7 separate regions of the Mus musculus genome follow, and all the other regions are linked to region 2. Evidence: chromatin contacts called from public HiChIP or PLAC-seq and promoter capture Hi-C data. All regions are on one chromosome and are shown on one strand. The core of a region is the stretch at or near the end of the contact, and the rest is flanking DNA. Distances in the headings are between cores, read along the strand shown. Region 1 holds the start of Arhgef15 (Rho guanine nucleotide exchange factor (GEF) 15). Region 2 holds the start of Kctd11 (potassium channel tetramerisation domain containing 11). Region 3 holds the start of Zfp3 (zinc finger protein 3). Region 4 holds the start of Gltpd2 (glycolipid transfer protein domain containing 2). Region 5 holds the start of Aloxe3 (arachidonate lipoxygenase 3). Region 6 holds the start of Pfn1 (profilin 1). Region 7 holds the start of Camta2 (calmodulin binding transcription activator 2).

The links. Promoter capture Hi-C pulls out the DNA fragments that hold promoters and counts their contacts. HiChIP or PLAC-seq counts read pairs in DNA pulled down with a chosen protein or histone mark. Capture Hi-C pulls out chosen DNA fragments and counts their contacts.
Region 1: a promoter capture Hi-C map of liver shows a contact between it and region 2, with 2.1 times the contacts expected there. The contact joins the promoter of Arhgef15 here to the promoter of Kctd11 in region 2. A contact is called at or near these places in 2 of 39 promoter capture datasets (liver and pre-B cells).
Region 3: a FOXA1 HiChIP or PLAC-seq map of pancreatic cancer cells shows a contact between it and region 2. The contact joins the promoter of Zfp3 here to the promoter of Kctd11 in region 2. A contact is called at or near these places in 1 of 39 promoter capture datasets (liver) and 1 of 115 datasets of contacts at active chromatin or transcription factors (pancreatic cancer cells).
Region 4: a contact with region 2 is called in a promoter capture Hi-C map of liver, with 3 times the contacts expected there. The contact joins the promoter of Gltpd2 here to the promoter of Kctd11 in region 2. A contact is called at or near these places in 2 of 39 promoter capture datasets (the C10 cell line and liver), 2 of 115 datasets of contacts at active chromatin or transcription factors (memory CD8 T cells and microglia) and 1 of 9 other capture datasets (adipose tissue).
Region 5: a promoter capture Hi-C map of liver shows a contact between it and region 2, with 2.3 times the contacts expected there. The contact joins the promoter of Aloxe3 here to the promoter of Kctd11 in region 2. A contact is called at or near these places in 1 of 39 promoter capture datasets (liver), 1 of 115 datasets of contacts at active chromatin or transcription factors (pancreatic cancer cells) and 3 of 9 other capture datasets (adipose tissue, liver and pancreatic islet).
Region 6: a contact with region 2 is called in a promoter capture Hi-C map of pre-B cells, with 2.1 times the contacts expected there. The contact joins the promoter of Pfn1 here to the promoter of Kctd11 in region 2. A contact is called at or near these places in 4 of 39 promoter capture datasets (the C10 cell line, liver, neutrophils and 1 more), 2 of 484 Hi-C or Micro-C datasets (B cells and CD4 T cells) and 2 of 115 datasets of contacts at active chromatin or transcription factors (effector CD8 T cells and memory CD8 T cells).
Region 7: a contact with region 2 is called in an H3K4me3 HiChIP or PLAC-seq map of bone marrow-derived macrophages, with 5 times the contacts expected there. The contact joins the promoter of Camta2 here to the promoter of Kctd11 in region 2. A contact is called at or near these places in 1 of 39 promoter capture datasets (liver), 2 of 115 datasets of contacts at active chromatin or transcription factors (bone marrow-derived macrophages and microglia) and 1 of 9 other capture datasets (liver).

What each region holds. Positions count from the first base shown.
Region 1 is chr11:68,955,319-68,958,638 of GRCm38.p6, reverse strand. It overlaps Arhgef15 (Rho guanine nucleotide exchange factor (GEF) 15), which reads left to right and starts at 1,752. Exons shown (of 16, transcript NM_177566.4): 1 at 1,752-1,793. Gm32273 (predicted gene, 32273) reads right to left here and starts at 1,652. Exons shown (of 3, transcript NR_168013.1): 1 at 1,601-1,652; 2 at 835-1,245.
Region 2 is chr11:69,879,325-69,882,516 of GRCm38.p6, reverse strand. It overlaps Kctd11 (potassium channel tetramerisation domain containing 11), which reads left to right and starts at 1,532. Exons shown (of 1, transcript NM_153143.4): 1 at 1,532-3,192. The coding sequence starts at 2,307. The coding sequence ends at 3,005. Acap1 (ArfGAP with coiled-coil, ankyrin repeat and PH domains 1) reads left to right here. Exons shown (of 22, transcript NM_153788.3): 20 at 25-135; 21 at 486-535; 22 at 792-950. The coding sequence ends at 892. Mir6924 (microRNA 6924) reads left to right here and starts at 423; the gene lies at 423-485.
Region 3 is chr11:70,763,085-70,766,074 of GRCm38.p6, reverse strand. Zfp3 (zinc finger protein 3) reads right to left here and starts at 1,628. Exons shown (of 2, transcript NM_177565.3): 1 at 1,526-1,628.
Region 4 is chr11:70,517,422-70,520,610 of GRCm38.p6, reverse strand. It overlaps Gltpd2 (glycolipid transfer protein domain containing 2), which reads right to left and starts at 1,402. Exons shown (of 3, transcript NM_146020.1): 1 at 1,133-1,402; 2 at 728-894; 3 at 1-640. The coding sequence starts at 1,393. The coding sequence ends at 103.
Region 5 is chr11:69,125,033-69,128,174 of GRCm38.p6, reverse strand. Aloxe3 (arachidonate lipoxygenase 3) reads right to left here and starts at 1,798. Exons shown (of 15, transcript NM_011786.2): 1 at 1,626-1,798; 2 at 645-849. The coding sequence starts at 1,772. n-TKctt27 (a tRNA gene) reads left to right here and starts at 2,927; the gene lies at 2,927-2,999.
Region 6 is chr11:70,652,947-70,656,036 of GRCm38.p6, reverse strand. It overlaps Pfn1 (profilin 1), which reads left to right and starts at 1,387. Exons shown (of 3, transcript NM_011072.4): 1 at 1,387-1,688; 2 at 3,058-3,090. The coding sequence starts at 1,557. It also overlaps a transcript of Eno3 not described here.
Region 7 is chr11:70,686,710-70,690,024 of GRCm38.p6, reverse strand. Camta2 (calmodulin binding transcription activator 2) reads left to right here and starts at 1,920. Exons shown (of 23, transcript NM_001190376.1): 1 at 1,920-2,139. Inca1 (inhibitor of CDK, cyclin A1 interacting protein 1) reads left to right here. Exons shown (of 7, transcript NM_001252484.1): 5 at 86-279; 6 at 881-1,040; 7 at 1,276-1,664. The coding sequence ends at 1,419.

The sequences.
Region 1 (3,320 bases), core at 503-3,002, 920 kb after region 2:
TTCTAACAATATAAAATTATTTGGGTGTATGCATATGTGCGTGCTTGCTCTCTATGGCTATGTGCATGTGAGCACTGAGGCTCATGGAAGCCAGGGGTGTTCGATTCCCCAGGAGCTGGAGAGACAGGCAGTGGTAAGCCACCCAATGTGGGTGCTGAGAACTGAACTTGAGTCCTCTGGAATAGCAGCAGTGCTTTCATCTGCTGAGCCATCTCTCAGTCCTTCCTTCCTTCCTCTTGATTATCTCCAGTTATGTGCCTCTGTGTGTGTGTGTATGTGTGCTATGCATGTTGGTGCCCTTGGAGGCTAGAAAAGGCTGTCTGTGGGAAGTCTGTTTGGATGTGTTCCTAAATGTTGAGCCTTCTCTGTAGCCCCCTTAGTTTCCTTTCTTTCACTCTGCAGCACTCAGATGGAACTCGGAGCCTCATAAACCACTTTAATGGGCTACTGCTAGCTCACACCTCCAGCCTGGATTTCCTTTCCTTTCCATTTTTTTCTTTTTTTCTTCTTTCTTTCTTTCTTTTTTTTTTTTTTTTTTTTTTTTTTTTTGAGACAAGACCTGACCAGGTAGCCCAGTGGATTGAAATTTTAGAGTAGCCAGAACAGACCTCTTTGAGAGGGTTCCTTCCAGCTGCCCAGAGAACATGAAGAAATGCTTCAGGGAGATTTCTGGGAAGATTTTCAGGCATTAGGAGAACTCCAAAAATCCTAAGGTAGGAATAGGCCTGAAGGGAGAAGCTGGGAAATAGGGCAGATTGTGTGGTCCCTTAGAAAGACTAGGTTTTTTGGCTTTCTGCAAGAAGGGGTTTAAACCATCTTTCAATACAAGCTTACCTGATTTTTCTTCCCAGTGTCTTGATGTGTGCCCACGGAGTAACATCTGACAGGAACTTGCCCCTGCAACCCCCACCAGTCTCCCTCCCTCCTTTCTCCCCCAGCATTGACTTCCAGGACATTCGCTGTGGGAGCTTCCCAGTGCAACACTGAGAGCTGGGGCCTCCCGAGGAACTGGGAACACAGAATAGTGAGCAGCAAGTCACTCTACAGATCCAGGGGATCCCCTTCCCCACCACCCTCAACACTCACAACCCTGGTCTGACACAATGGCTGGGTGGGGCCAAGGCACTGGCTTCCTCTGCGGAGATGGAAATCTGGGCCTTCAGTTCCCGCCTCAGAGACGCAGGAACAGTTATCTGGAGAGTTTGGGCGGCATTTGGTGCTCCGAAGGGACAGGGGAAAGATTTGCTGAAAACAAAAAAACGACCTCAAACCATAGAGGTAAATTCCTGGTGGGGTGGGGTGGGGCCTCTGCAGATGTGGGGGAGGGTGGAGAAGAGAGGATCCCTCAGTGCAAAGTGTGGTTGGCTCACACCAAGGTTGGAAGATGGGGACGTAGACAGTTGTGCAAGCCAGACATCCCTTAGCTAAGAGGGAGGCATGAAGATGGTCATGCCGTTCTGCCAGCCCAGCTTGCCCAGGGCTGCCCACCCTCATTTGAACACCCTCCCACACACACACCCGCACCGTCACACACACACACCCCTCCCGCCACGCAGCAGTACAGGTGAGGGTGCATCGGAAACTAGCCTCCTCTGCATACCTGCGTGCCAGTCTTCTCTAACCTCCAACATCTTGGATGCCGGATTCCTCACATCCTCTAGGCCCGGTGTGCGCATGTGGAGCCTGGTGTGGCTGGGGGTGGTGGTGTCCGGTTGGGAGGAGGATCGGATTCCTGTTTCCTGCCCCTACTCACTCAGCTCTCGGAGGTGACTGGGAGTGGAGGGAACTGGAGGGTAAGTGCTTGGGGTCCCCCGACTCTCTGGGCTCATTCTGGAGTGGGTAAGGAAGTAACATGCGGTACCCGGTATGGGGAAGGGTGGGTTCCCTGAAGGTGCAGAGACTGGGGAACAGGAGGCCAAGCTTGGGTAACCACACTGACTGGTTGGTTTATTGGCACCATGCAGGGGCCACTGAGTGAGCTGCAATCTAAGGGGTTCCTGATAGCCATCTTTTCTCAACTTAACCTGGGACTGGAAGGCTATGATTTCTGACTGCCATAGGGAATTTAGAGGCTCTCTTGTGTCCCAGCTCTTCTCCCCATCCTCCTGATCCTCAAGAGGTAGAGTAGCACAGGTCCCACCGTCCCTGGGCTGCTGGTTCTGTGCCTCAGCCTGAACTTGTAGCCACCTCCCTGGCATTAGACAGGACCCAGAGTCAAACTGGAGCCTCTTTCTATGACCAGACCCAGGTGTGGCAGGAATAAGAGGATGGGAAGCAGAAGAGACCAGGCTGGGGCCTCCTGGTCTCCTGGGGTCAGAGGCTCCAGGAATCTTCAGGGCAGGAAAAGGAGACTAAAAATAATCCGGAAAGGGAGAGTCCGGAGAGAGGAACTGGGAAATGGGAGGGGGGAGGAGAGGCAGCCAGAGTAGGGAAACAGTGATGCATCCCTCAGCTCCTGCACCACACACACACACACACACACACACACACACACACACTCACTCACTCACACACACACTCACACATACACACACTCACAATACACACTCACACACACATATACTCACACACACATACATACCACACACACACTCACACCACACACTCACACACACATACACACCACACACTCTCACACACACACTCACACATACACCACACGCACACACACAAACACACACACTCACATATACACACACTCACACATACACACCACACAACACTGTCACACACACACTCACACATACACCACACACTCACACACACCACACACCACACAAACACACACACATACACACCACACACACACACTCACACATACACACCACACACACACTCTCTCTCACACACACATACACACCACACACACTCTCTCTCTCTCACACACATACACACCACACACACCACACACACTCTCTCACACACACACCGCACACACCACACACACACACACACAGTGCTCGAACCACATATTTCTTGATGTGTCTGTGACCAGCCACGACTGACTCCACTCTTCCACAACACAGCTTCCCAGGGCACACTCAACTCTCACTCATCCAGCCCTGGTTAACAGCGCACACCCGCTTACATAAACTCCTACACACAGCAACTACACCAGCAAGGTGATTTCTCCTCATTGAATCTTGCTACCCCTGCCTCCCCATCCTCCCCAACGGCCTGTCCCTACCTCCCCCCCCCCCCCCCCCCCCGTCCTCTTGGCTTGACTGTGGCAGCAAAAATCCTAGAGAAGCTGGACATTGTGATACAGCTCCAGAGGACGGAGGCAGGAGGAACAGAAGTTTTGAGGCCAGTCCGGGATG
Region 2 (3,192 bases), core at 283-2,782:
GCTGAATTTAGCTCTCTTCTCTAGGCTCGCTTGCCTGTTCCTGAAACGGGGTGCTGATCTGGGGGCTCGAGACACAGAAGGCAGGGACCCTCTGACTATCGCAATGGAAACCACTAATGCTGACATCGTAACCCTGTGAGTATGCCGAAGGGGCAGACTGATGCTTGGACAGTCCTCGTTGGGGTGAGACTAACGTCAAAACCTGACTTGGAGGGTGAGGTCTGGGGTGTGTGTGTGTGTGTGTGTGTGTGTGGAGAGGGGTGTGGAGCAGGAGCATGGACCAGTTGGGTGAGATACTGAGAGTTCACCTGGGGAGCCATTATTAGGACACCAACATTGCAAAAATGTTCGTGAGTGTAAGCTTTTATCTTTAAGCACTAGTTATGGACAGACATTTTTAAGGAGTGACACAACTCAAGAATTGGACAGAGGATGGGGATTTGGCGAAGTTCCAGGTCTTTTACTCCTTAATCCCCACCCTTCAGGCTACGATTGGCAAAGATGAGGGAGGCTGAAGCGGCCCAGGGCCAGGCAGGTAAAGTAACCACGTATTTCACCCCGACCCCGACCCCAGGTCCATACCGAAATGCCTGACCCCTTAGTACCCAACTGCATTAATACCATTGTTTATTCAACAAACATGTTTTGGGCACAGCGAACGTGCCTGACCTGTGGAACAAAGGTACTGTACTTAGGATGCACCCACACTTTAAAGTGCTTACCCTGCCAGGACCACCCCTACTGTGTAGCCCGGCTGTCCAGCCTCCCAGTCTTTCCTCTGATTTCCTTAGGAGACGAGACGTATCTCGACATATTCCGAGACTTCTCCCTCATGGCGTCGGACGACCCAGAGAAACTGAGCCGTCGCAGTCACGACCTCCATACTCTGTGATTCCAGGCTCCTCCCCACCCTGCCCCATTGAAGTCTCCATTAAAGTCTCTCAGCTTGGCTTCTTTCTTAGTTCATTTACTGTGCGCCACCTGGGGGCCCGGCAGAGTGTTTGGCACACTGGCCACCCAGGTGCGGGTAGCCGTGGTTACTCAAGAGGCTAGGGTTTCTCTAAAGGAGGAAGTTGACTAGCACCCGGTGGCTTGGCGGGAGGGGCTTTCGAGCCCAGGGGACCAGGGAAGCCACCGCGTGGGAACCTGGGCTCGCTGGGATGGCCCGAAGGCATCCCGGGAATGCGATGGCTCAGCATCCGCCCCCTCGGGAGTTCCCGACCGGGATCCAACCCGGAGACGTGGATTCTCTCAGACTAGAAGGATGGACTGGAGACTCCATCCTCGACTAAGTTGTACTAGTGAGGTCATGCACATCTGCAGGGAACGCGGGGCCGTCGCGGCCACATCCGCAACGAAGCCTGTGAATCATTCCACCCCCGCTCCAGTCGGCCGGTCCAGCCTGTTCGCCCCATCTCTCGCACTGGCAAGGCCGGCTCCCACCCATAGCAGAGCCCGGCCAGCCCACGGGGGCGTAGGGCGGGGCGCTAAGGGGCGGGACTGTCGCTTAAAGGGCCACTGACCGCTGCCCTTAGGCCACTTCCTGGGGGTGGAGAGGACCTCAGTGCCTGCTGCGACAACCCAGGAAGGCGGTAACGCCCGAGCCCTGAGACACTGTTCCCAACAGAGTCCCGGGACACTCTCAGCTCTGACTGCAAGAGCATCGCCTCTCCCAAGCCATACAGAACTGCTGGCTACCGGCTCCTATCAGTTGCGCCTCCATCTTTTGGGACACACGCCCCTAACCCTGGCTGGGCCTCTGAACAGGTCCTCGGAACCCGACGTGGACTCTACAACTACAAAAGCTCAGAAACTCAAACTGATCCTTTCAGCGTCCGACCGGTGCTCACCACCGTCACCTGCTGGTTGAATTTCGGAAACCCACTGTCTGAAGAGTACAGGAGGGAATCGCTGACCACGCACAATCAGAAGCGTCTGGACCAAAAGCTCCCTGATCCTGTCTGGCTGCCGTCTGTTCCTTTCATCGGTTCTTTCATCCTCTCGGGGATTTTTGTGTCCTGAAGCCCCCAACCACCACCAAAGTAGCTTGGGTGAGCTACAAACTTTACTGTCTTGTTCTCCAACCTCTGCCTCCAACTTAGCAAGTCTGAACGTTACCACCCAATTCTTTCCAAACCCCCAAATATCTGCTTTTTCCTTCTCCTTGCCTGTCTCTTATATTACCCAAAATTTCCCCCCCTCCTGTGTCCTCTTTACCCCCTTCCTTTGGGGGTCCCGTGACCCTAAATGTGGGGGGAACACTATATTCCACTACACTGGAGACCCTGACTCGCTTCCCAGATTCCATGCTGGGGGCCATGTTTAGGGCTGACACCCTAATGCCAGCCAACCTTAACCCGCAAGGAGATGGCCATTACTTCATCGACAGGGATGGCAAGGCTTTCCGGCACATCCTCAATTTTTTGCGGCTAGGCCGTCTGGACCTGCCCCGTGGGTACGGAGAAACTGCCCTTCTTAAGGCAGAGGCTGACTTCTACCAGATCCGGCCCCTCCTGGATGCCCTGCGGGAATTGGAAGCCTCTCGGGGTACACCTGCATCCACAGCCGCCCTACTCCATGCAGATGTAGATGTCAGCCCCCGCCAGGTGCACTTCTCCGCTCGAAGGGGCCCCCACCACTATGAGCTGAGCTCTGTCCAGGTGGACACCTTCCGAGCCAACCTCTTCTGCACTGACCCTGAGTGTCTGGCTGCCATGCGCAACAGATTTGGTGTGGCCATTGGGGACAGGGCAGAAGGAGGTCCACATTTTCGGCTAGAGTGGGCCTCCCGCCCCCAGGAACTCCCTGAAGTAGAGTATCAAAGACTGGGGCTGCAGCCACTGTGGACTGGGGGGCCAGAAGATCGTCGGGAGGTAGCGAACACGCCTACATTCCTGGAGGAGGTGCTACGGGTGGCTCTGGAACATGGCTTCCGCCTGGACTCTGTCTTCCCAGACCCTGAAGACCTTCTGAACTCTAGATCCTTGCGCTTTGTGCGCCACTGAGGGTGCTGCCCTCCACTTGACTGCAGAGGAGGGGGATGAGTCAGCCAAGGGGCCTGTGGCTCTTCTAAAACCTCTTTCTAGTACTGGTGTGGTAGCTATGAAAGTCAGGGATTCCACCATACCTGGCCAGAGCCTAGAGCTGGGGTTCCCAGATCGAGCTGCCCCCTTCCACCCCACAAGACTCACG
Region 3 (2,990 bases), core at 379-2,878, 880 kb before region 2:
GTCTTCAACAACAACCGGCAGCTGCAGGTGTGCTCAGTGTCCTGCAGGCCAAACACTGTCCATTCTTTAAAGTTTCTCTGCCTTCGGAAACAAATCATTCTCACTTCCTGGACTTAGCAAACATCTTCGCGATGCAGCTGATATGGACAGTCCCCTCCATCCTCTTTCTGATCTGCAGGCCCCAACAAGCGTTACTTCTTCATGCAGACATCATGCCACCGCATTATGCATTTGCTTTTCTCTAGGGCAGCGGTTCTCAACCTTCCTAGTGCCACTTCAACCCCATAGTACACACGTTGTGGTGACCTCCGACCATAAAATTATTTTCATTGCGTCTTCATAATTATAATTTTGCCATTACGAGTGGTAGTGTATATATTGTAAAGGGGATATTCAAGTCTCAGAGGGGTTGCACCTCACAGGCTGAGCACCACTGTTCTACAATGTGACCAAGGATGACATTCTACTCATCTTGTTAACCTCAGTGCTTAGCACATTTCTGATACCTGGAAAACATTAAGTGAGGTTTCTGAGCTATCTGGGTGAATGTCTGCAGTTGTTTTAAAGGTTAATTGAAGATTCCATTCACCATTGTCCCTAAAGAGACCAGAGCAGTGTCTGACAGATAACTGGTATCAACGTTTTATAAAAATAAGTTCTTAGCCGAGCACGATGACCCACACCTTTAATATCAGCACATGGAAGACAGAAGCAGATGGATCTCTGAAAGTCTTAAGTCAACCTGATCTACCTAGTGAGTTCAAGACTAGCCAGAGATATGTAGGGAGACCCTATCTCAAAAAAAAAAAAAAAAGTCAAACTAAGGCAACAACAAGAAAAGTTCTTTCTCCCAAGACACTATTTATCTTCCTCCTTTGGTATCCAGGATCAAGGGAACTCTGTCAATTCTGTGCTCAATTCAGTCTCATTTATGATTATTATTATTATTCTTAACTATGTGTAGTTGTGTGTTGCTACAGAGTTATAGATGTGTGTGCACATGAGTTACAGATGATACGAGGCGCCTGATTTGAGTTCTGGGAACCAAACTAGGGTCTTCTGGAAGAGCAGCAAGAACTACTGTGTCTTCTCTTTAGTCCCAATTCTATCATCTTTCTTTAACCTTAGTAAGCCAATGTCCTGCCTGCCAGCACAGGTCACAACATGCCACGGGGCCCCCAATTTTTGCCTGCTATTCGTTCTAGCAGTATACTTAGAGAATGAAATGAGAGAGAGAGAGAGAGAGAAGAAAAATAGGCATAGGTCTTTGGCATGCCCGTGTCGGAGCCTGCTTCTCCAGTTTCCCTGGCTGACAAGGCCTGCAAGCAGAATTAGGATCGGGCCCCTGACAGTGCCCAGGCTCCACCCTCTCCGTGTGCAAATGAGTAGGAGCCCCCGATGCCATAAAGTCCAAGGTCACACAGCAAACCCGAGTCAGGGGCGGGCCTACAGTCAGAACTCCAGCTCCAGGCCGGGAGCCCCGCGCCCTCCTCCCCCGGGCACGACGGAACCAGAGAGGCCTCACCGCTGGCGGATGCCGCCCACGCTCCCTCCGCCGGGCCCGAGGCGCTGCACCGCGGCGCGCACAGAACCGCAGCTGTTGTCTGGTGTCACGGGCGACCCACGCCGGCCACTTCCGGTACCGGGCGCACTGCGGCCAATCCGCGCGAGCCGCACTCGCGGGAGGAACAGGTGGCCAGCGAGCCCACGCCCCCATGCCCGTCTCAGCTTTCCCGTCTGCCGTTCTCGCCCACATTCACCCCATCTTCGCCCGGTCGGACAGGGCCGGTCGGCTAGCTGGAATGTCCCATGCACCTCGCGAAACCCACTGTGTCCCTTGACCACTGACGCGCAGGGTCCTCCCGGTTTCCTAGACGGGCCCCGGGGATGCACTTCCGCCCCGCAGCAGCCGCTCTGCGCGCCCCTGACGTTTCCGTGGGCTGGAAAACTCGAAACTCCGCCACGCTTCCCGCGGGGACGTGTCGAGCAGCCGCGTTTGTGCCTCACCTCCCGCTTTCCAAGAGTCTGTCAACTCCGGTTCCTAGATTTAGGGTGCGCCTGTCATCTTCTAGGAGCGAGGGGGGAGGGGAGGCCTGCTTTGAGGTCAGGAAGGCTTCAGGGAGTGATGCTTTGACAAAAAACTCAAGGTTGAGTGTGATTTCCGTTTTCCGCAGGCAATGGGAACTGCACTATTTGCTGGCCTTTCTCTCTTCTTGAATAAATTTGGTCTTTTAGCACAGCACGTATGTGACTATGAATGTGGTGATCCTCCTGCCTCAGCCTTCCAACTGCTGAAGTGAGCAACCAAGCCCAGTGAAGTAGATCTCTGTGTGGGGGAGGGAGAGGTTGAGGCAGTTAGGACTGGCCTTGAATTAATTATGCTCAGTGGTGGCCCTGGCTTGACTAATCACATTATCCCCTTCCTTCTGACTGGTCCAGAGGTGAACATTAGATACAAATAAGACTGAACAGTCCTTCCTTCCAGTTGCTATCTGGGAAGGTGGTGCAGTTTGAAGCAACATTTGTAAGGAATCAGGTCTTTTCTGAAGCCATGGTCTTTGTAATAGACCTAAACAAGGAGATCTGAACCGAGAAAAGGCAAAGGAGGCTGGGGGTGTGGCTTAGAGGTCGAGCACTTGCCTGGAATGTGCTAGGTAGGCCCTAAATTCAACCCCTAGTACTGTTAAACAAAATAAATAAATGAAATAAAAACAAGACATTTGAAGAAAAGGCAGGGGGGGTAACTAGTTTTGAGTAACTAGTTCTGAGGTAAGGGCTGGGGAGATGACTCATGGAGTTAAAGCACTTGCCATGCAGTGGAAGGACCTGAGTTCGAATCCCCAGAGCCCATGAGCAACTGTAATCCCGATGCTCCAAAATATAACAGTGCAGAATACACATGACTATTCCCAAAGGGAGAGATGGGGGCACAGGGAGGGAATAACTAAACCTGAGCAAGAAAACACCAACTTCTCTAGTTCTGTTTCTGG
Region 4 (3,189 bases), core at 153-2,652, 640 kb before region 2:
ACTAAAGAGGACCGCTAGCTACTCTCAGGCCGCCGGTAACCCTGAGTATGTACATCCCTTCCCAGAAATGCCTTTCTGGTCGGTCTCTTGATGCCGCGGCCATCAAGCCAGCTGGAGCAGGCCGTGGCCGGCCAGCAGGCCCTGGGTACGATTGTACACATCCTCCAGGACGCCGGCGGCCCGGGCCAGAGCAACCCGCGCGTCCGCCTCTCCTGTTCCGGGACACGCCAGCTGGAGCAGGCGACCGCGACTCGGGAGGGCCAAGATCGCCAGGCGAGCGGCCTGACGGATAAGCCATGGATGGTGCGGGGCCAGGGCGGTGCTGTAGGCTTCCCCGCACTGCGTGCCCGCATCTGGACCTCCAAGCGTCCCTGTCGCCACCCTGTGGAGGCAGAGCTGGGACCAGCGCAGCGCGCGATGCAACAAAAGTAGCGTTCGAGAGCCCGAGGACCCGGCTGAATGCCCAGGTTCGGTTCCCGGGCGCTGTAGCAATCCTGCTCCCCGCTCCCATGTGATCATAGTCATCAGCGATGTGTAGTGTGAAGCATTGGGGCCGTGCACACGAGCCTCGAGGTCGGTCACCTTGTTGAAGGCCTCGCTGGTGGCAAAGGCGAAGACAGTGCCAAGGGGAGTTAGGAACCTGTTTGGTGGTGGAAGTGGGGAGATGACTTGCGAAACCACAGAATCATTTGGAGGAAGATGGGCTTGGGGAAGGGAGACCACTCACCTAAGTAGTTCTCTCCATCCTGCCAGATACTGAGACAACGCCACATCCCCTTCAGGGCTCATACAGGCCAGGAAGGGGCTCACCATGCGACCCAGCGCCCCATGAGGCCCTAGACAGGGAAGCTCTTCCTTCTCTGGGACCACTAGGGGTCTGGCCGCTGGGCCAGTCTGGGAGATAGATATAAGAGATACATGAAAAGTTCCTAGCCTGCTAGGCCTACTTAGCCACTGTTGGGCCCTGAAGAATGTCCCTCAGGTTTAGCTGGGGTTCCTCCTGGTTATTCTTGACATCTGAAGGGGGGAGGGAACAGAGAGGGAGGAGCCTCCTTTCATTCGATTCTCAGTCTGGTTCCCCTGTTTCTTTGTTGCAGAGTCCCCAGACTCTGGCCTTAAAACTCAAACATACCTGGGAAGGTAGCGGTCTCTCTGGATTGCAGGACTGCACCCCTGCCGGGAAACTAAGCAGGGAGCCGAGGACTGGAGAAGGAGAAGGGAGTTTGAGTCCCCGCAGGCCGGACTGCTGGGTTCTCTGAGCTGGTAAGGGGAAGGGCCACTCATAGAAGAACCATATACTGATGTAAAGAAGTAACAGCGTTAAGATAGCGAAGGGAATTGCATGGCGGAACCAGCGTCCCAGGGCTGGGGACAGTGAGACCCCCATGACCATCGCTGGTGCACCTCACCTAGCTAGTTGGTGGCCTTTCCCTTCCCGTGGTGTCCAGAGGTGCAGAGAGTTAATAATTAATCTATTAAGGACCCCTCCCTTGTGTCCTTTGCCCTAGAGGTCAGATCCTAGGGTGAGAGACATAATGACGATTTGGGGGACATAATATGTGACCTGTCTCTGCATTGCCTTTACCTGTGGGGCTAGCTTGTCGTAAGAGGCAGCGTCTTGTGGGTTCTCCTTAAATCTGGACACGAATCCACTGTAAGCTGCAGATAATGGGCCTTTGTAAATCTCATGTGAGGATCAATTGATAACGCATGTGAAAGCATTCCAAGTGGAAAGCTGACCACAGTTGCCCAATACGTCTTACTTGTTAAGGCTCGAGGATGGGGCTTTAGGCTCTCTCTCTCTCTTTTTTTTTTTTTTACATTCTTGCCGAGAGGTCTGGAAACCTTGGGAATAAAAATTTCAATTCCCCAGGAAGCTTACTGGGCTTCTCTGAAGGAGCCACTGACAAAGAACCTTTAGCCAATGATGGCCTGAGTTAGGGAGGATAAGGCTGTAGCTGAGTCTGCTTGTGAGACTCCTGGCTGAAGAAGATAACAAAGCCAGAACTGAGCTGGCTTCCAAAAATCTTCAGGGTCTCACCAATTATAATAGAACTAACCTAGCACCTAATGAAAATGGTACTAATGTTACTGCTTTGACCCTTACCAATCATATTAGAGGTTACCTAGTCCTTCTGGGAAATTCCCCTAGACCTGCCTAAAAGGATGTCTTGCAAGCCCCTCAAGTCATTGCCATTTTGTTGTGACCCCTGCATGCTGGTAATTTCTGCAGAATAGACGCTCTTTGCCTTTGCACACTATTTGAGTCTGGGGCCTTCCATCAGTGATTCTTGGACATTATAATTTAATTTTTTGAGCTTCACTTTAGCGTTTCATTCATTAAATCAGTCATTACTTTCCTATGGCAGGCCCTACACTAGACCCCCAGAATACAAAAGTATTTTCATAGCTGGGCACAGTAGCTCAGGTCTTCATGTAACCTTAGGTATTTGGGAGGCTGAGATAGGAATATCAAAAGTTCAAGGCCAGCCTGGATAACTTATCTAGACTCTGTCTTAACATGCTTTATAAAAAGGGACACTCCAACTCTAGTGATAATGTTTAGGCCCAGCATCTGACATACCATTGTAGGTTTCCCTGTAATACAGACTCTAACAAGAAATGGCTATCCAGAACCCCTGTTAATCTTTATTCCAAGAAACTTAGAAAAGCACCCAAATCCACACATGGTGCGTGCCCAGGCAGACTTTGAGGAGTTTGTGCTCTGAGAACTAAAGTCCTAGGGAACCTGCCTAAAACAACAACAACAATGGGTGACCCCACCTGTGCTAAATATGCCCATGACAGGATCTGGCATTCTTTCCTTATTGAGGAGCAGAAAACCAGTGTGTAAGTGTTGACAGCACAAATACAGAGTCAGAAAACGAAGTAAACATTAAGCTTTTTAAAATAATAAAAATCAAATCAAGCCTTGTTCTGTGAACAACATTAAAAATCGTTTAAAAAATTTTTTTTAAAGTATAAAATGGGTTAGGGATATAGTTCAGTGGTAGTGTCTTCCTGGAATGTGCAAGACTCTAGGTGCAGTCCCCAGTACTGTGTGTGTGTGTGTGTGTCTGTGTGTCTGTGTGTCTGTGTGTCTGTGTGTGCACAGCTCAAGCTTCACTGGGGAGAGAGGAGAACCTTCTGGCTTCCTCACTGGAATGTGAGCTTTGGTGACAACAGGCA
Region 5 (3,142 bases), core at 549-3,048, 750 kb after region 2:
ACCTCACTCTAACACAGACACCCATCTCTCATCTCTGAGACTTATCATAACATACACACACACAACGCGTGCATACTTGTACACACACAAAATCCCAGTGTTACGTCTTTGGAACAAAGAGTTCTGGAGGCAAGAAAGGGCTCAAACCAGTATCCTTGAAATCCAAAATTCAACAAAAGAGCCTAACTCACTTCCCAGACCCTTCATCCCCACCAGAAAAGCTAGAAAAAAGTAAGGTACAGGATCTTTGCAGGTTAATTCTCTAAATATTCATGGCTTTTCTACCTGTTGAGATCTAGCTTGTACGTTTATTCCTTTCTGAGTTCCAGAAGACCATATTCTGGAGAAATGCAGAGGGATACCATTAGCTGCCTGCTATGGGAGTGTGAGTCTCTCTGTGTGTGCTTATCTGTGTCCGTCTGTCTGTGTGAGCCTGTCTGTGTGTACCTCCAGAACAATAAACACTACCCAGGAAGCTCTTGCATGTCAGGACTTTAGCAGTGCTCTTTATCAGACACTGTTGCTTTGGGATCCCGGCATTCCTAACCCCAGTCACATTCCCTACGCGCCGAGTTCTGTGAGACTCCATTCCTAACCTCACACGAAGCCTCTGCAGTACTGTGCAGTCTCTGTCCCTTGCCCACCTGTTCCTGGCCGCAGCTCCACAGTACAGTAGCCATCGATCCACTGGTAGCAGGGAAAGTGGACAGCAGAGCCATCGGGGGCAGTGACACAGATTCGACTGCAGTACCAAGGGTCCTTGCAGAAGAAAGCAAAGCGCTCCTTGTGTAAGCGCAACAGCAAGATCTCACCCAGCTCTGCTTCACAGCGCACCTTATACTTCTGAACCTGGAGTGAGGGAAGCAGCAAGCAGGCCTTTGAGCAACCAGGAACTGTCGAGGACATCTTTGCACTCTGAAGTGTGCATCAACACCGCTACCTTTCTGGGATATTGGCCTGAGCAGTCGTTGATCCATGTGGTTCCTTTGTGTGATTGAGAGAAAGAGCCCGTCTCCATCCAGAGAGGAGCAGGCACCATACTCAGTGCCTGAGTGAATTTTTGTAGGGATTCCTACCCTCACTGCCAGTAGTTCACTTTCATGTAGGGTCATTAGCAAACTAAACTAGCGACCGACAAAGCAGACCCCTCCCAAAGAACAGGAGACCCATGATCTGATCAGAGGAATCAATTTGGTCAAAGCCTAGTGTCAATTAGGGGAGGAGCCAGGCCAGGCAGTGGTGGCTTTTAATTCCCCCTGCACTCAGGAGGCAGAGGCAGTCAGATTGCTAAGTTCAAGGCCAGCCTGGTCTACACAGAGAGTTCTAGGACAGCCAGGGCTACACAGAGAAACCCTGTCTGGAAAAACCACAGAAAATAATAACAATAACAACAATGATAGGAGAAGCCAGGAAGTTAGGGGAAGTCCCCAGAATCCATTCCAAATGCCCTTCCCCACAGCCCTGTCTCAGAACAATTGGTATGGTTTATCGTCTCCCAAAAGTCAGGGATGTCAAAGAAAATGATCACAGGACATAGCAGGCATCCTGAGTTCAGCAGGACTTGACGAATCCAACAAGAATAATCCTCACTTCCTTCAGGTTCCCCATCTCTCCTCTGTACTCACCGATCCAGAGGCGAAGTCCCTGCCTACGCGATCCAGCTTCTGCTTAGGGCTTTCACCACAGGTGCCTACCAATGTAGCATAGATGTTATCCAATGTGCCAGCCTTCAGGTAGGAACCAGTGGTCACACACAGCCGATATACTGCCATGACTGGACCCAATAACCCCAAACCAGTAGCTAGCCTAGAGAAGGTACGCTACAGGTAAGAGAGAGTCAGCTCCTGGGCAGGAGGCTGGGGGCTGGGGAAGGGTGGGCCTGAGGAAGGATCCAGCTCTAGGACGTTCCTGGGCTCGCGCGCGCTCTCTCTCTTTCTCGATCTCTCACGGCAGCTCCGCTGGTAGCTCGGGAGTACTATCCCCACCCACCGACTTGCACCCTAATACTTGTTTGCATGCCTCTGACACAGCCTGTCCCTCTGGCTGGCTCATCCAGATGGATATCAGAAGCCTGGGCCCATTGGTGAGGGAGGGAATAAGGAAGGAGGGACCAAGTGGCAAGTGGAAGACAGGGAGGAGGTGACGCGTGTTGGGACACTACTTTGTGTCTGATCAGTGGCTTGACTAATGTCCTGAAGCCCATGTTCACCCATTCCCCAGATTCCACCTAGAGCCTTTTCCTCCTATTTCCAAACCAGAAATGGGCACCAGAACACCAGAATTCCTACATGTGAATCACCCACGTGAATCACACCGTGCATCGGAAAGCTGCACCAATTCATAAATGCCAGGTGACCTCATCAACAATCAAGTGAATAACACACATCTTAGCACGTGACAAGGCCATCATGTTCTCCTTCCTGCCACCGACCCACCCATCTCCTCCTAAAGTCTAGTCTTCTCTCTGTCTCCAGTTTTTGTTATTCCCGACCTCAATCACTCCTTTGAGATAGGACCTGCCTGCCAAGTGAGTGGAAGCCTGCCCGACAGCATCTGGAGGCCCTCATGTGACATTCTTTACGCTCCAGGTCCTCCCTCAGCCAGCCTGCTGAACCGTGGGAGGCACCCTGTATGCCCTAGGTGTCCAAGATATAGGTCACAAGGACCAGGGAAGAAAAAAAATAGACTCTACCGGGGAAACCTGTGGCCCGCAGCGGCCCCGCGTGGCTGGTCTAGGCACCTCTAGATTCCTGCTTGAGTGGCGCTCCTGCCCTCCTTAACTTCTAATAAAAGCCGAGGCGTTAGCGACTAGGTTTCAGTAAGTCAGAGTCTCGGACAAAAACGAACTTCATCCTTTAAATACACACAAGAATACGTAGGTATCATAATAAATTCATTTAGGCAAAAGTGGAGAGCTTTGCTAAGAGCCCGGATAGCTCAGTCGGTAGAGCATCAGACTTTTAATCTGAGGGTCCAGGGTTCAAGTCCCTGTTCGGGCGCTTAGCTTTTTGTGGGAATCTGCACTTACAAACACTATTGTTAGGCTGTCTTGTTTGACAATAGCTCTATAATAACAAAGTAATTGCATTCTTTTTAAAAGGAAATGTAAATTGAACGTAAGTTCCGAACAATCAGAAGAGGG
Region 6 (3,090 bases), core at 138-2,637, 770 kb before region 2:
TTATCTCCTGCCGCTCCCTGCGGGATTTTTCCACCCCCGGGCAGGAGGCGCGCAGATCAGAGGTCAAGGGATGGCGGGCGCAGGCCGCCACGTGCCCCAGCGCGGCCCCGCCCGTGACTCAGCCACGCGGCTGTCGAAGAACCTCGGCTGGGGGGCGTGGGGAGCCAGAATTTGGGGATGAACGTCAGGGAACCCAACCCGGCTCCAAAAGGCAGCGAACCAAGTACTTCCACTGGGAGAGGCTGCACACCCTGGCGCCCCTCCTCCGAGGGACCGGAAGCGGCCGAGCCCCTCGGAGGCCAGGGTCCCGGGTGACTCCTTTACTCCCTCCAGCCTCAGTGGCCTGCCATTCGCCCCTAGACCTGCTCGGCGGCGAGTGAGCTGACCGCACATAAATACTTAGCAAAAGTTTTTCTGGAAAAGAAGAAAGCCCCAGTGCGTCCAAAGTAGAGGGGACTTTCCTCTTCTTATAAAAGTTGTCATCCTTGGTACTTTAGTATTCTTCCGCCTTGAAAAATGAGTCCCGTCGTGTCACCCGGGTGGCGCCCCTATTCAGTGACCTCTGTAGACAGGGTTCAGGCATGGGGCGAGGCTGAGCTGGAGCGGATCCAGCGAAGGGAATGATTCCTCGGGAATCTAGGGACGCGCTCGAATGAACCCAACGTGTGCGCTGTACATGGCAGACGGTTGGGACAGGTGCCCTGGTTGGAGAGACCTTTAGTACTGAAAATGACTAGAGTATTATATCGATTTCACTTTTGCTCCCTTATCGTTTAGATAAATGTGGAGAAGGCAGCAGGGCCCAACCCGGGGCGTCTGCCCGTCCCGACTGCTGGGGACGCGTCTTCCCTCCTCGGATGGTCCAAATGTGTCCCGCCAGGCGCGCGCTCACGCAGCCAAGCCGCTAGCCCCAACCGCCCCACGCGCTGGCTTCTCACTGCCCCGGCGCAGGCGCGGGCGCACGCGCCGCCGCCCGCCGTTCCTTCCCTCCCGCGGAGGTGGGGGTTGGGGGGTGGAGGAATGATTCGGTTTAACCCTGGGTTCCCCGAACCCACTTCAACTTGCTCAACCTTACTAATTTTCTTTTTTTTTTTTTTTTCTTTTTCTTTCCCTGCTTCCTCTGGCTTCCTCCTTCTATAGCCAAGTGGTATTCAGGATGAATCGGAGCGAGCCCTAACCTTAACCTCTCCTGCCACCACCACTCTATATAGCCTTTGGCGTGGCTTTCCATCGAACTCGGCAAATTTTGCAAAGTGGGGGGAGGGTTTTTTAAAAATTGCATTTGCAAAAGTTCGCTATCTGGCCCGGCGGGGGGGGGGGGAGGATGGAGGGAGGGAATGGGGCGCAGGCCCCGCCCCGCCGCCCTTTGCAAATAAAAATCTAGAGGGGGGGGGGAGGAGCAGGAAGTGGCGGTGCGAGGGCTGCTGCACAGCTAACAGAGCCGCGTTCCGGACGGCAGCGCGTGCCCCGAGCTCTCTGCCTTCCCCCGCCCGCCAGCCCGAGCCCGAGCCCGCGATCCCAGCAACAGCCCGCAGAGCAGCCCCAGCAGCAGCGCCATGGCCGGGTGGAACGCCTACATCGACAGCCTTATGGCGGACGGGACCTGTCAGGACGCGGCCATCGTAGGCTACAAGGACTCGCCCTCCGTCTGGGCCGCCGTCCCCGGGAAGACCTTCGTTAGCATTACGGTACTGCGAGGCTCGTGCGGTCCCGAGCAGTGACCGGCCTTAGACCCTCTGGGGGACTGGGGTGGGGGCGGGCGCAGGCGAGCGAGGGCAGCGGGAGGCCGTGATCCGGTCCTCTCCCATCGGCGGGGCGAATGGCGGCTGCGTGAGACTGGCTCCCTCTGTGGTTCCCCGGGCTCTACGCCCCTCGGCGGCGGCGCCCATCTCGCCCGCCGCCCCGCTTTCTGCGACCGGGCGTTACATCCGGGGCCCAGGGCGGGGAGGGGCGCGGCGGCCGGTGCGGCGGCCCACTTCCGCCTCCTCCAGGGCGGGGCGGGCACGCGCTGCAGTTTTAGCCCGGGATTATGATTGATAAGGGGCTCCGGAGCCTGGACTCCCCTTCGGGCCGAATGCTCGCTCTCCCTCCACCATTGTTCCCCCTGACGCTGATGGGAGCGCCAGGCGCGTGGCCTTGGGCCCGGGCCGGACCTCGGTAGCCACCCTGCCCCTCCCAGCTCCGTTAGAGAGGGCGAGGCCGCCACACACACACACACCCCCCAAGTCGGCACGTTAGCCTCAACATTCCTGGGAGGCCGATTCCGGAAGTCCCCTCGCCCTCCCTTCCCGCCATCCGCCCGGGCCCGGCGTAGGGGAACTTTGTGAGAAGTTCTGAGACGGTAAAAGTGAAGGAATAAGGTTGCTGCTGTCCCTACCACCACCTTCCCTGACCACACTGCCCGGAAGTGGGGAGGGGGAGCGGAAGTTCGAATGGGGGGAGGGGATTTCCGGGCGGGAGGGTACCGGATATAGGGGTTTGGGGGTTTAAGGGGGAGAAGGAGAAAGGTTCTCTGGGATGTCTAGACTCACACACAGACTAGTCTCCTGCCCTAATAAACTTTTTGAACTTAATTAGAGAGCCCCCGGGGTCAGCTTCCTTATCTTGGGGCATAGCTACCTGGACCCAAACTCCAGGTTACCCGGAGACCCAGGCGTCCGGGCTCCTAACAACGCCTGCAGAACCTTTGACCAAATAAGGACAAAGTTACTTCTCCTCCCTTCCTACCCCCTCCCTTCCCCTCTTTGCTTCTGCTTTTCCTGAAGGGCTGTTCTGAGCATCCAAAGGCTCCCCCTCGATCATTGATCGATTTCTGGTACCCAGCATTTGCTTTCCCTATTAAGCATGAACATCTAAGACTTCAGAGGAATACTTTTTCCTCCTTGACCCATTTACCAGACTTTAGGACCATGATCGGTCTCTGCAATACCCACAGTACTGGGTTTTCCCCCCAACTTTTGGTGGTGTGGATGAAGCACCCTCAACTCCAGCTCCACAGTACATAAGAGGACAAGTTATGCAGGTGCACTAACTTAATGAGGTGATTAATTCTTTTAGCCAGCTGAGGTTGGTGTCCTGGTAGGCAAAGAC
Region 7 (3,315 bases), core at 671-3,170, 810 kb before region 2:
CAAAAAACCCCAGATTCTCCAGCCCAAGTTTCCCTGAAACTGACATCTATCTATATTTAGCAACTATTCTTCCTTCTTGACACAGAGGGCCACTGATTGCTCCCGGCCTAGCCTGCACCCTCTTGAGGGGCTCCCTCCTCCTGAGAAGCTTTGGAGAAGAAAGAGAAAGAAGCTGCATTTGGAAAGAATGCAGAAGGGACCTGGAAGCATTCCAGCCCGAGTTAGAGCAGTTACTTATCATCTGGAGGACCTGAGAAGGCGCCAGGGAATCATCAATGAGTAAGGAGGCGTGGCATGGGCCTCTGCAAGCCAAGCAGGGATTAGAGAGAGGCAGCATAGTTAAGAGCTTTAAGAGAATTCATTGGCACTTACAAAGGAACCATGTCCTTGGTGTAACTGAAATATAATTTCTTTATTTTTTTGCATTTAATTATGTATATACTTATATAGTGCATGCCACAACATGTGTGTGGAGGTCAGAGGACAATTTATGGGAACTGGCTCTCTCCTTCCATCATTTGGGTCCTGACTTAGGTCATCAGGCTTGGTGGCCAATACCTTTACCTGCTAAGTCACCTTGCTGACTCTCAAACATGATTTCTATAGTATGGAAAGAAGCAATTGAGGGATGGAAGTCATATAAGCTGGAAGGCGTGACATGGCCCATGATTACAAGAAAGCACATCGTTAATTGGGGGTCACTGTTTGGCCCCTGGATCAAAAATTCTTGTCTGTGAAGAACAAAAAGTTGGGGTGAATTGAAGGTCAGTGGTAGCACCTGTGATTCTCAGCAAGAAGTGCTTCAGGCCAGGGGTGAGGGATGAAGAGACTGGAAGACTGACCTCCAGGCACTAGTCTCCTCCATCTAATGTCTCCACAGACTGAAGAGGGCCCAGTGGGGCAGCTCTGATGCTACACCTGAACTTCCAGCACTTGAAGAGGGCTTTGAACTCCTAAGCACTACAAAATACTTTGACGTGGAAGAAGAGAGGGCAACCTATCCACAGAAAGAGACTTATTCTGTCACTCCCAGAGATCAGGTAAAACTGGAGAGGAACACAGTAAGGTTAGGGAGGAAGTCAATTCATAATCAAATGGGGATGTGGCAGAAGCCAAGAGCCAGGTAGGATAGCTGGTTTAAGGACGAAAAGTGGTCAAGAAACTGAGCTTTTGAGGGTATGTGCCTGAATTTGGCAATTAAGAAATCTGGAGAGAGTCCTGTTTTTCCATTCTTGCTTTTCTTATCCCCTTGCTCTCAATTGCTCTCACCTACAGCTGCTTTGGACTCCCTGGACTCCTGTAGGCCAGCAGGGGACTTATGCCTCTGGGCAGCTAAGCTCTTTGACCTACAGCACTGCTACAGCCAGAAAGAACCCCGTTTACGATCCCCAGGCGATGGAGTTGGAGTCTGAGGAGTAGTGGGAAATCATCCAGGCCCAAGCTACGGGACCCAAGATCAATTCAAACATCAGGACTCCCTAGTGCTGGCTTCAGAGCGGATGTTTTCTATCTCTGTTGTCTCCATCCCATAGCGTAGGCATTCACAGCCCACTTGAGTTCCTATCTAACTGCCCAGTACACTCGCAGCCGGGTTTTTCTCTAGGCCAGAACCTGGTCTTGTGTTCTCTCTGTTCTGTTATTAAAGAGCACCAAATAGTCTTGTTTCTGTGCGAGGTAGTGATGGAAGGGGAATGAAAAGGCGGACTCCGTTGATTTTTTTGAGGATTCAGGACAATGAAGTTAGGCTAGGTCCCTAAATTTGCCGAGTCTCGCCCGAGGCCAGAAGAATTCTGCATTCTCAAGCACTCTCCTTTGCCTCCAGGGCTCTGGCCCTGGACCTCTGCCCACGCCCCATCCTCCTGCGCCCACAAGTCACGTCAATCGGCCGAGCTTCCGCCTCCGGATCCCGGTTCTCCTCAGCGCTATTGCCTCTTTAGGGACGGTCCAGCAGCGCGTCTCGTAGACTGGCCCAGAGTCCCAAGTGTGCTGACCCCAGGTTCCCTTCCCGACCCCCGTTCCCTTAATTGGGAGGCCCCGCCCCGTGCGCACTGACGTCGAACGCCGCTGTCAGCCGGCGCTAGGGGGGGTCGGTTTGGGGTAGAATGGCCGCTGCCGCCGTCACCCGCGGGACCCCGGGAGGTAAGAGCCAGGGCCTCTAGCCCGCCTCTCCGCCCCCGCGCCAGGGGGCGCAGCTCCACGCGGCCCGGGTGTGGAGCGCGGCGCTGGGGACCACCGTCCCTCCACCCCGTTTGCCCCCACCTCACCGCTTCCGTCCTCTTTCCCCGCGCCAGGGGGCGCCGCTAGGCGCAGGGCCCCTTCACGGATCAGAGAGTGCGGGGAGAGTCCCCAGACCCCCTCCCCGGTCTCCCGCACTGCCCCTTGCTGCCAGGTGTTCATGAACTCTGCTCAGCTGCTTCTCCAGAACATCCGGGTTTGCGGGCGGGACCCCCTCCCACCTCCGGGGTTCTCCCAGGACCCCTGCCCCCTTTGGGGAGAGCATCCCACCCCCGGCGACAGTCTTAGACCACCGCTCTCAGGCCCGCAGTCTCATCCGGCTCCAGCTCTGCACCCTGGCAAACTGCCTAGCCAGAGCTGCGCACCTGCACCCTGGGGTGGACTTTTTATCCCAACCCTAGCCTCTCTGCACACCTCCGATCCGATCCTGAATGGGCTTCCACCCCCTCTCCATCCCCGGACACCTGGCAGAACCCGCGCAGAGAGCCTCCTCCAGCTCCCATCTGTTCCTCAAGAGGGCGGAGGCTCAGGCTGGAGCCAGAGCAGTAGAGGGGATATGGTAGGCTGGGAGCCAGAGAAGAAGCAGAGGTTGGGGAAATAGGAGTGTTAGGGTGAAGTAGAATTCTAGCTGCAAAGAGGAAGCCGGCATGTCCCACCCGGAAGCTTACTCCAACATGTCTATTCCAAATTCTCCCAGCCCCTGACCAACCTGAGAGAGAGCACATGAGGTCAGTTATCAGCTCTACCCTTCCTCTTAGAAAAAGTCAGAGAGAGAAGGAAATTGGGGTGTGTCTTCAAAGGCCCAGCTTGTTACCGGACTTGGACTTAGATCTGCTTTCCTTCAGCATCCAGGTTTTCTTGCCAAGCCATCCTCCTCCTAGGACCAGAGCCCCAGCTCTCACAACTTGCCTACCCTTCCCTCTAGCCTTGCTCTCCCTTCCTAAACGTACCCTGAGTTCTTTTTTCTGTTTGATTTTTCCGTGGAGAAATAGATCTACTAACTGACCTCACCTACTCTCTCTCAGGTCGGTCAGGGCCTGTGAGAATCTAGGTTAGACATGCAGGATCCAGCTTCCTGCC